Linked DNA regions of Mus musculus: all the other regions are linked to region 1. A link is a contact called in public promoter capture Hi-C data. All regions are on one chromosome and are shown on one strand. The core of a region is the stretch at or near the end of the contact, and the rest is flanking DNA. Distances in the headings are between cores, read along the strand shown.

What was found. Promoter capture Hi-C pulls out the DNA fragments that hold promoters and counts their contacts.
Region 2: a contact with region 1 is called in a promoter capture Hi-C map of embryonic stem cells, with 4 times the contacts expected there. The contact joins the enhancer-like site here to the promoter of Slc7a1 in region 1. A contact is called at or near these places in 6 of 39 promoter capture datasets (cranial neural crest, embryonic stem cells, neutrophils and 1 more), 3 of 115 datasets of contacts at active chromatin or transcription factors (the SCID.adh cell line, bone marrow-derived macrophages and embryonic midbrain) and 2 of 9 other capture datasets (embryonic stem cells and liver).
Region 3: a promoter capture Hi-C map of neutrophils shows a contact between it and region 1, with 4 times the contacts expected there. The contact joins the promoter of 4930505K14Rik here to the promoter of Slc7a1 in region 1. A contact is called at or near these places in 13 of 39 promoter capture datasets (the HPC-7 cell line, the SN4741 cell line, cranial neural crest and 7 more), 8 of 115 datasets of contacts at active chromatin or transcription factors (acute myeloid leukemia, bone marrow-derived macrophages, effector CD8 T cells and 5 more) and 1 of 9 other capture datasets (embryonic stem cells).

Annotation. Positions count from the first base shown.
Region 1 is chr5:148,398,058-148,401,457 of GRCm38.p6, reverse strand. Slc7a1 (solute carrier family 7 (cationic amino acid transporter, y+ system), member 1) reads left to right here and starts at 1,554. Exons shown (of 13, transcript NM_007513.4): 1 at 1,554-1,729.
Region 2 is chr5:148,726,996-148,730,351 of GRCm38.p6, reverse strand. No RefSeq gene overlaps it. Among named protein-coding and RNA genes, the nearest start is that of 2210417A02Rik, 13 kb to the left of the region's middle. Within about 2 kb of position 1,606, at least 15 of the 459 cell types and tissues checked have an H3K27ac peak or open chromatin away from gene starts, as enhancers often do. A contact at or near this core is called in bone marrow-derived macrophages, embryonic stem cells and neutrophils, where this site is marked.
Region 3 is chr5:148,776,681-148,779,869 of GRCm38.p6, reverse strand. It overlaps 4930505K14Rik (RIKEN cDNA 4930505K14 gene), which reads right to left and starts at 1,907. Exons shown (of 3, transcript NR_131106.1): 1 at 1,649-1,907.

The DNA.
Region 1 (3,400 bases), core at 305-2,804:
GTTTTTTGATTTTCAGCTTGTTTGACGGGACCTGTATCACACCAAAATCCCAGACGAGGACAGGGCAAGCAGTTTTTAAGAGAACGTAAATTTTCATAAGCAGTAGTGTGCCGATTTGTGGAGGACACACAGTGAATAGCGTTCGAATTCGGAGTCAGATACTCATCTGGTGCTGAAGGCAAAGCTGGTGGGCGCTGAAAGATGGGAGGTTTCCCTCTGTGAGAAGGGGGCACCTGGTAAAGATTCAGGAGACCTCCCTACTAGATTGGCAGGAATCAGTTCATCACCGCATGATTGACACTTACTTCTGTTGGCTGTTGGAAAACAAAGCATGTTTGATGCCTTGTTATTATCACAAACGCTGTTAGAAGTGCTTTAATGTTATCTTACAAGTGTTAGAAGTGCTTTAGTGCTATCCACCTCCCTCTACGTATTCATTAAGACTTTTTGGCTGGGCAATATAAATTAATACATCGTTAGTTTAATTCTATGGGAGTATCAACAGCTGTGGCTGACAATGAATCCCTTTACTGATAAGGCACACTTGAGAACACACATAGCATCCACCTTCTCTTTTCTCTTTTTCTTTTCTTTTCCTTTCTTTTCTCTCTTTCTTCCTTTCTTTCTTTCTTTCTTTCTTTCTTTCTTTCTTTCTTTCTTTCTTCTTTCCTTCCTTCCTTCCTCTCTCTCTCTCTCTCTCTCTCTCTCTCTCTCTCTCTCTCTCTCTCTCTCTCTCTCTCTTTTTTTAACAGGATTTCTCTGTATAGCCCTGGCTGTCCTGAAACTCACTCTGTAGACCAGGCTGGCCTCAAACTCAGAAATCCACCTGCCTCTGCCTCCCAAGTGCTGGGACTAAAGGTGTGTGCCACCACTGCCGGGCTTCGATATAATTCTTTATAAAAACTTTTATCTTATGCATATTTATGGTTTACCTGTGTATGTCTGTGCATCACATTCAAGACTTACAGATTAGTTGTGAGCCCCCATGTGGGGAGTCAGAACTGGGTCCTCTGAAAGGGTTGTCAGTGTTAACCGCTGAGCCATCCCTCAGCCCTATAGACTGTAGTTCTCGATTTTGGAGCAGAGATCAGAAGGAACCCTGAAGACTAGATTTGGGTACTAAACTTGGGGAGAGTCCCGCGGGTGTGAACTGCCTGAACTGTTCTGTTGGCTATGTGGAGGAACTACCTTGTATCAAAGGGAGGCTTGCAGGTTCTGGGGCCCTTCCTGACCAAGGCGGAGGCTAAGGCGTTAGCTAGGGCACAGCCGTAAAGTAGTCCAATGTCAAAAGAAGATTTACAACTAAGTCCAAAAAAAAAAAAAGTCTTTAAAATGTGTCTTACATCCAGTTTGGAGCAAGAAACCTGGTCGTCAGCTGTCCGTGGCTCCCCAGGAGGGGGCTCGCACCCCTCAGCCTGTGCCATCAGCTCTGACTCAAGCTCAGTTGCGGCTGCGGAGGACCAAGGGCGCGCGCGGGAGGCGCCCAAACCGGCGGGGAAGCCCGGTCTCGGGTGTCCCCGCCCACAGGGGCGCGGCCGCGCGGCGCTGTCATTGGTGCCCTGGAAGCTGACGCGCAGCACTGGCCGTGGCCGTGGGGCCCGCGGAGGGCGGCGCGCGGCTGATGAAACCGGCTCGGATTCCGCCCGCGTGCGCCATCCCCTCAGCTAGCAGGTGTGAGAGGCTTTCTACCCGCGGTCTCCACACAGCTCAACATCTTGCCGCCTCCTCCGTGAGTACGCGATCCTTGTGATTGCCCAGGAAGCTCTGAAAGCCTGAGTCACCTCGGTGTGCGTGTGTGTCTGTGTGTGTGGCCTCGGGTGGCGTTTCAGGCAGGGCGAGGGTTCTTCTTATCCTCTCCATCTCCGGGGGATGGGTGCGTGGGGCGGGCACCAGTGTTCCGGTCGCCTCCTCCGAGTCCATCTTGGTCCTTTGCAGGCGCGGCGTGGTGCATGATGCAACAGCGGGAGGGAGTGAACACGGGCGACCCGGGTGACGCCCGCCACGCGTGGCGCCGTGTGTAGGCTCCACGTGGGCGCGGGGACCCATCTACGCAGGCTGCCCCGGGTGGCATCCGGAGTCACGGCAGTCTGGGAGACCTTCCCTTACATGGCGCGGTGCGCGGCACCCCGCCCCGCCACGCGGTCCCGGGCAGTGTCGTCAGCCGAGCCGCGCGCAGGATGGACTCTTGTCAGGTCTCGCAGGCATGACCCGAGACCTGAGATTCCTGTCCTCCGGGTCGCCTCATAGTCTCCAGAGGTCCCTTTGGAGGGACTCCCTCTTGGGTGGGTTTTCCTTGTGACCCGATTCGGCCTGCACAGACTGTTCTTCCAGATGGTGTGGAGTGGGAGGAAGTTCTTCCGGCTCCGTAGACAACCTGTGCTCCGTGTGTTTCTGTCCAGTGGAAGACTTCCTGGGCACGATCAGGTCACCAGCCAAGGGTGTCCGCAGAGCAGTCCAGTGTCGCTCGCTCCAGCCCACTGCTGTGTGGACTTGTGTGTTAAGATAGCCAGACATGTGCTGGGATAGGCAGACATGTGCTGGGATAGGCAGACATGTGCTGTCAGGAAAACAAAACAAACTAAAAAACTACATTTCCCAGCACCCACAGTTATACTCTCACGTGCAGGAGGACAGGGTTTCAACCATAGGTGTATTTCTTCTAAAGGTGAGTAAACTTTCACTAGAATCCGGAGCGTTATCTTCTGCGTTATCTTTTGGTTGACTGTCTTAGCTGTCATGGAGTCAGCTGGTAATTGGGATTTTTGTAACATTTCTTGCCCTTCATGTGTGGTTAAGATAATAGGAAACCTCGACACAGTCATCCCCCTGGTATTTTTAGTTGGTCTCAATGGAAATTATTATTTTGACTAGAGCACACCCTTCTGCCACTAAAACAAAAGGGCGTGACTCACGAGATCAGAATAGACATTTAGAGGGGGAAAGTCACCCCATGAATTGAAACAGCTCTGAAAAGTTTAGCGTTTTGAGATCATGTTTTACTTAAGGGTGAAATTTAGAGGGTATATAAGGGAGGGTGGGGGGGGGTGAATAAACCAAAGGAACTAGTTAAGTAGAGATAAGAGATACCCCAGTGGCTAGGGCTGAATCTCACAGCCCCAGGGCTCTTTCTTGGCCCATAATTACAGGTTTTAGATTATTATTATTATTTTTTAAAGGTATGAAGACAAGCTGGCTCCCTTCGGGATTTCTCTTCTAAGACACATGGTCATTATTATATTTGGTAGATCAGTTTCTCCCCACCCCCACCTCACCCTGTGCTCCACCCACAACCCAGCTTCACAACCAGCCTCAAACTTGCTACTTTGCAAAAGATGACCTTGATCCTTTTGCCTCCCACTGTGTCCCTGGGATTACAGGCATTTGCGCGGATCCCAGTTCA
Region 2 (3,356 bases), core at 357-2,856, 330 kb before region 1:
GCTTGGAGGAATGAAATGTAGCCAAATAGGATGCACCCACCAAGCACATTTGATTAGCTTCCGTTTCCAGTGGTGTTTTCAATTTTTAAAACAGTCGCTTTAAAAAGCCTCTCGGGGCATCGCCAGCAATCTCAGCTAATCTCATAACAGTCAAAAAAAAAAAAAAAAAAAAAAAAGCCGGTTAGATGCTGTCGTACCAGTAATGACAGACACTGTGGCACACAGTGGCTTCAAGCAGGGTCATAAGAAGGTGTTCCTGCTGGGGAGGGAGGGATGGGGAGGGAGAATGAGGGGGGAGATAAGTGGGGATTCACCTTGCTTGCCTCCCTCCTTAGCAGGCAGAACCAGCTCCATCCTTCTTGCTGGGCGTTGTTGAGCTTGCCTGGAGGCAAAGAGATGAAATTATCTCTCAGCATCTTTCCTCATCCCTGGTGACCGACCGATCCCAGGGGGAACTGCCTCTTGCGTTCCAGGTTAACAGAGTAAGAATCCAACTCCTTCAACAAATGTTTACCGCACAGCCGCCACGTGGAAACCATGGGGCCATGTGTGGAGAGAAGACGGCGGAGATAGTGGCCCTAGACTCAAAGAGCCGACAGAATCTTGGATCAGTTCCAGTACTTCGACGCCAAGACACCCGGGGCAGACCAAGATTGAAAATGTGGTAGAAATCTCTGCCCAGCATGGATGGAGTTAGAAGGAAGACAGATTTTACCGTGGCTTGGGGGTAGGAAATACCCTTCTGATGAGTTGGCCACCGTAGTGCAATGAAAACAAGGGGGCTCGTCCCTTGAGAACAATACTAGCAAGCAAGACTTAGTAATGAAGGAATGACTAGAGTTTTATTGCTTAGCAATAGGTAAGGGGCTTTTGCTAGGAAACCCATCAAGAAGCAGGCACTTAAAAAATACCTAAAAAGTGTTGACTCTTCACTTGGGCTCACAAGGTAGCTAACAACAAAAAGAACAGGGCCAGGTACGGCTGTCTTCATTTCGTATCTGTACTTGGACTAAACGTATAAAGATAAAGGGTTTCGATTGACTTTGCCTCTTGAGTCACCCTGAGATTTAAGAACAAAGATCTCCGAGGACATACCCACCTGCAGACTGGATCAGTTACCCATGAAGGTGAGACTACACACTCAGGATGGACACATTCACAATGTAACAATGTTTGAACTGTCTTGCTGGGTAGGGAGAAGTCAAGGATGCGCCGGACCACGCAATAACCAGCACTGCTTAGTAATACAGACCTTTTGCCTTTTACATACATCTAAACCTCTTGTCCAGACCCAGGAAACTGACTGGGGGAGGGGAACCAACGGGTCCTTTTATTGATACCTCATCTTGCTATGGCCACGTAGAATAAGCCTTATTTTTCATTTGTTCATCATTACTTGGGTCTTTAATTGGCAGGTGGAGGTAGGAGGGGCCGAGTTAGCCTGTTGGGTTTGGCTTTTACCAGAAGAGCTCTGATAACAGGTGCATATTGAGAGGACTTGTCACCATATGTAAAAACTATGTACCTGTGCCTGGGTCCCCTTACACTGCATGTTCCAAGCTAATAGGGGACAGATCGTGGGTGGAGGATTTAGCATTATAATGAGGATATAATGAACAGTGCTTAGTGTGCCTGGGAGGCTGAGGTCAGAGTGACTTAGCAATTTTGGCTGGTTCCTTGTGGGTTTGGGTTTGGGTTTTTTTTTTTTTTTCCTCCTGAAGGATGTAGTCTGAAGCAAGAGAGCAAGTTACCTTGAGAGAGCTTTCCTGTCATTACAGCAATAGCTTGAAGCAGGATGGAAAATTGATCTAAAGACCCCAGGGAGGGAGGCTGAGCCATTGTGTGCCCTGGAGAATAGTCACCGTGGGCATAGGAACCTCCTTTCCAAATTCCCAAGACCTACGCAGGCTAGAAGCGCTATATTTAACAAAGACAGAAGAAGAAAAAAAGTTTAAAAAATAAAAAGCAACAAAACCCAGGAGATCCAATTAAATCTGAATTTTAAAAATAACAAATAGGGTCTTCTTCTAGGTAGGAGGCTGCCTCTGCGTGAACTGGTAAAGAAACGGGAACTTTAGAAACTCAGAGAGGAAAGAAGTGAAGAGAAACCAGGGAAGACGTTACAAAAGAATAAGATGAACACAGCTTTAGCGATGCAGTCCGGCTTGCTTGCGTCCACTTGCTTGCGTGTGAGTTGGGAGGACAGGGGGGACAAGAATGGGAGCAGGAGCCACTTCCCAAAGGCAAGCCAGAGGAAAGAGGGGCATCCCACCCTCAGCACAAGCCGGCAGCCCTCACCACCCTCCAACCAAGCTGCCGGCTTTACAGAGACAGTGATTTCTCCAGCGGGCTGATGATACAGAGACTTTCCCTGCCCATCATCCCCCTTATCCTCCTATCCCCTGTGCACCCCTCCTCGGTCATACGGATGACTTTGAGGGCAGTGGCTGGGCACCATCTTGAGAAATGATCTACTGTTAAAAAGCTGAGCTAGCCCAGGGTGCTGAGCTCAGAGGACAAGCATAGATCCTCAGTGCGGCCCACCGCAGCCACAGGGTGAGGCCCAGAGAGGTGGTTATAGAGAACAGTAAGGCCAGACGCTCACAAGCCTAAGGTCTCAGGTAGCAGGAAGCTGGCTTAGCCTAGGAAAGGCATAGAGAGAGATAGTCTCACCCTCATTAGCCGATAACACACCACATCAACTGAGAACCACCCTGGAGTTGGATAACTCAAAGCCAGAAGTCAATGAGGGCACCAAACTCCAGAGCTGATCGTAGCTGGGAGAGCCAGAGCTATCTGAAGTCCTAGGGATGCCCCCCCCCCAGAAAAAGATAATAATAATTCCCCTAAGGGGTGTGATCTAAGGGTTCAAGAGCCTGCCCAACCCACAAATTGTAATGCTAATGGTGGCTGGCACAGGCTTCAGGAGGAAATCGCCTGCTATGAGGACAACTTGGATGGACATCAGCCTCCTGCCCAGTACAAACAGCGTACACCAGGGGAAAGACGGGTTCACAGGTAACTGTGCGCGCCGCCCCCTCCACCACCCACCCCCGTAGGTAACCTGCAATCTCCAGTGTCGAGAACCTGGGAGAAAGAGGCCAATCACCTTTTCTCTTCTTTTTTTTTTTTCTCTTTTCTTTTCTTTTCTTTTCTTTTCTTTTCCTTTCCTTTCTTTTCTTTTTTGTTACCTCCATAATTCTTCCTCCACCTCAGAAAAAAATCATTTAGCAGGACTTTTGCGTTCCTTTATTTTAAAAACGCTCCTTTCATTTTCTCTGTGCATCCTTCTATTTTTGTTATCTAAGTCCGTTTTCCCATTGGAGGACTAAGTAGAGTTTTTCCTTTCTCTTGGT
Region 3 (3,189 bases), core at 658-3,157, 380 kb before region 1:
TGATTGGCTAGAGTATTAGGGGCTACCTCAGCCATGAAGCTGTTCTGCTGCTTCCTCTCCAGGGTAGACAGAACTAGCTTCCAGAACCTTCCTCCTGGAAGCTGATCTTGTCACAGTGTTACATTTAATGAACACCACCGTGTATAACAATATTTTTTTTAATGCAAGGAACCTGGGCTGGCAAGATAGCTTAGCGGTTAAGAGCACTGACTGTTCTACCGAAGGTCCTGAGTTCAAATCCCAGCAACCACATGGTGCGTCTGATGACGGCTACAGTGTAGTTAATTATAATAATAAATAAACCTTTGGGTCAGAGTGAGCAGGGACTGAGCGAGCAGAGTTGACTGGAGCAAGCAGAGGCCCTAAAAATTCAATTTTCAACAACTACATGAGGACTCACAACCATCTGTACAGCTACAGTGTATATATATATATATATATATACATATATATATATATATTTGTATGTATATGTATATATTAAAATATATATTATATATATATTAAAATAAATAAATCTTTAAGTCCAAGTAACCCAGAAATTATATATATATATACATATATATATATGTAACCCAGAAATATATATATATTAAAATAAATAAATAAATCTTTAAGTCCAAGTAACCCAGAAATTCTACTGCCAGAGATGATTCTGGAACTTTCCATAAGAGCATGTAAGGCAGGTGTCTGTGACAGTACTGTTGATGTCACAAATGTCCCACCCCTCCATCAACAGAAATGGCACTAAATAAACCATCTTGTTCTTACATGTGTTTTTACATATATGTATATGCAGTGTGTGTGTGCTTGTGTGTGCATGTCTGTGGAGGCTGGGATTGGCATATATCTCCATCTATCACTCTCTCTTCCTTATATATTGAGGTGAGGGCTCTCACTGAACCTGTAGTTCACTATTGAGGGTAGTCCAGCTGGCCACCTTGCTTTCCCCGGGTGAGGTGGCCACCCCATGTAGCTTTTCTGTGGACTCTAGGTATTTGAACTCTGGTCCCCAATACTTCTAGGGCAAGCACCCAACCTGCTGAGCCACCCTCCTTGTCCTCTTATGACTTTTGGAAAAAATTTTAATCATTTCATTTGCCGTGATAGAGACCCCAAAGTTTCCATAGGATGAACAATTCACACAGTATCAACAGGGGCACTCCCTGTGGTGGTTTGACGGAGAACGCCCTCCATGGGTTCAGTATTTGAACGTGTGGTCCCTAGTCGGAAGAGATGTTCTGGTAGATTTGGAGAGGTTTGTCCTTGCTGGAGGAAGAATGTCACTGAAGGCCAGCTTTAAGGTTTCAAAAGCCTTGATCCATTCCCACTGAGCTCTCTGTTTCCTGCCTGTGGTTTAAGCTGTGAGCTCTCAGCTCCAGTGTCCATGTCTGCCCACTGCCAATCTTCCCTGCTGTGTTGATGATGGATCTTACACCTCTGGAACCATAAGTACAAATAAATCCTTCCTTCTCTAAGGCACCTTGGTCCGGGTGTTTTATCACAGCAACAGAGAAGTAACAAAATGTGCATCTTTTTCATAAAAACGTAAAGCAAGTCTTGGTAAATGTAGAATTTTTTTTTCCAATGGAAAATGTACTGTAATTCCTAAGCAGAGACATTCTAGAGAAGGGGGAAGAGCTCTCACCTTCCAATCGACACTCTTCCATGTTGTCAGGTCAGGTTGTGGAGAGCTGGGGTCCTGGGGTGGAATACTGGAAACCGGTCTCTTTGTGGTTGGGGCTAAGAAACAAGATGGAAACTTCTAGAAGACAGGCCCTCTCTTCCCTGGCTCGGCTGGTGAGAAGATATGATGACTGAAGGGCTCAATGTGTTGGTACACGTGAAACAAGACCCCCCAGTCATGTAGTAGAAGATGCGCTCAGGGGTGTCCAGGGTGGTGTGGTGATAGCCACACTGGCGTATGACATCACAAGGCAGGATGGCACTGTCTGTGATGGATAGCAACAGGGACCCTGTGACATCACTGGTCTACACCCAACCCAAAGGCTCACTGAACTCCTCAGTTATGAAGCCAATAAATGCTCTGTGTTGTTTAAAGCCGCCTGGGCTGCATCCGTCACTCGAAATATTCACCTGACTAGTGAACCTCCATCGAGTCAGACAAGCCGAGCGCCTCACAGCCCTGAGATGCCTAATGTATAAGATGCTTAATGATGTTTCTGAGATAAACCCTGCCTGTCACCCTGGGTTGTATCTGATTGCCCACTATATCTCTACCTCTAGAAATGAACTGTCAACTGAAGAAGTGTGTCCTTGAGGGACGCTCTCTCTGTTAGCGTGAGAAAGATGCTTTGCCTCGACGCTTCATCACGGAAGCTGTCTTATTTCGACACACTGCGGATGAGGTCTACACCCTGCATGAGCTAGGCGGGAGCTCTGCTACTTAGCTCGAGCCTCAGTCCAGTCATGCCACTCTTGAATAAATTTAGTTACAGTGGGTTGATTCACTGAACAAACCCGGATTATCTGTTAAATTGCAAGAGATGTCTCTTGATATGCCTCGACCTGTTGTAACTAAATTTATTCAGGAGTGGGTTTGTTTGGTGAATCATTGATTTGACAAATATGTGTTGAAGGCGCAGCATGAGCCCGCGCCTCATCGGGAGCTGGGTCCAGACACAGTGGCCAGCGCTGCAGGCACGTTCTTGGCTCCGTGAAGTTAGCAGCTAAAACAACAAGCAATAGCCGCACAGTTATAGACTCAGATAAGTGTGTGAAGAATAGTACTGGGTGGATAGAGAACACAGAAGGGCTTTCTCATTTCTGTATAAAGGTTAAGGCTCACCCAGGAGGATGACTCAAAGCTGAGAGTTGATGGATGAGCTGCTGTTAATGGGGCAGAACGGTGATATGAATGTTCTAGGCAGGAGACACTCATGAGCAAAGGCCCTGGGGCACAGAAGAGCTTGGCTGATGACAGAGCCTGAAGCTATCAGTGTAGCCCATGGGGTGATTGACAGAGCCAGTACAGGGACTCTCTCTCTCTCTCCCTCTCTCTCTCTTGGTTTTTTGAGACAGGGTTTTTCTGTGTAGCCCTGGCTGTCCTGGAACTCACTTTGTAGACCAGGCTGGCCTCGAACTCAGAAATCTGCCTGCCTCTGCCTTCCAAGTGCTGGGATTAGGGCCACCAACGCCTGGCTGGGGAGCCTCTCTTAAGGAGTCCAT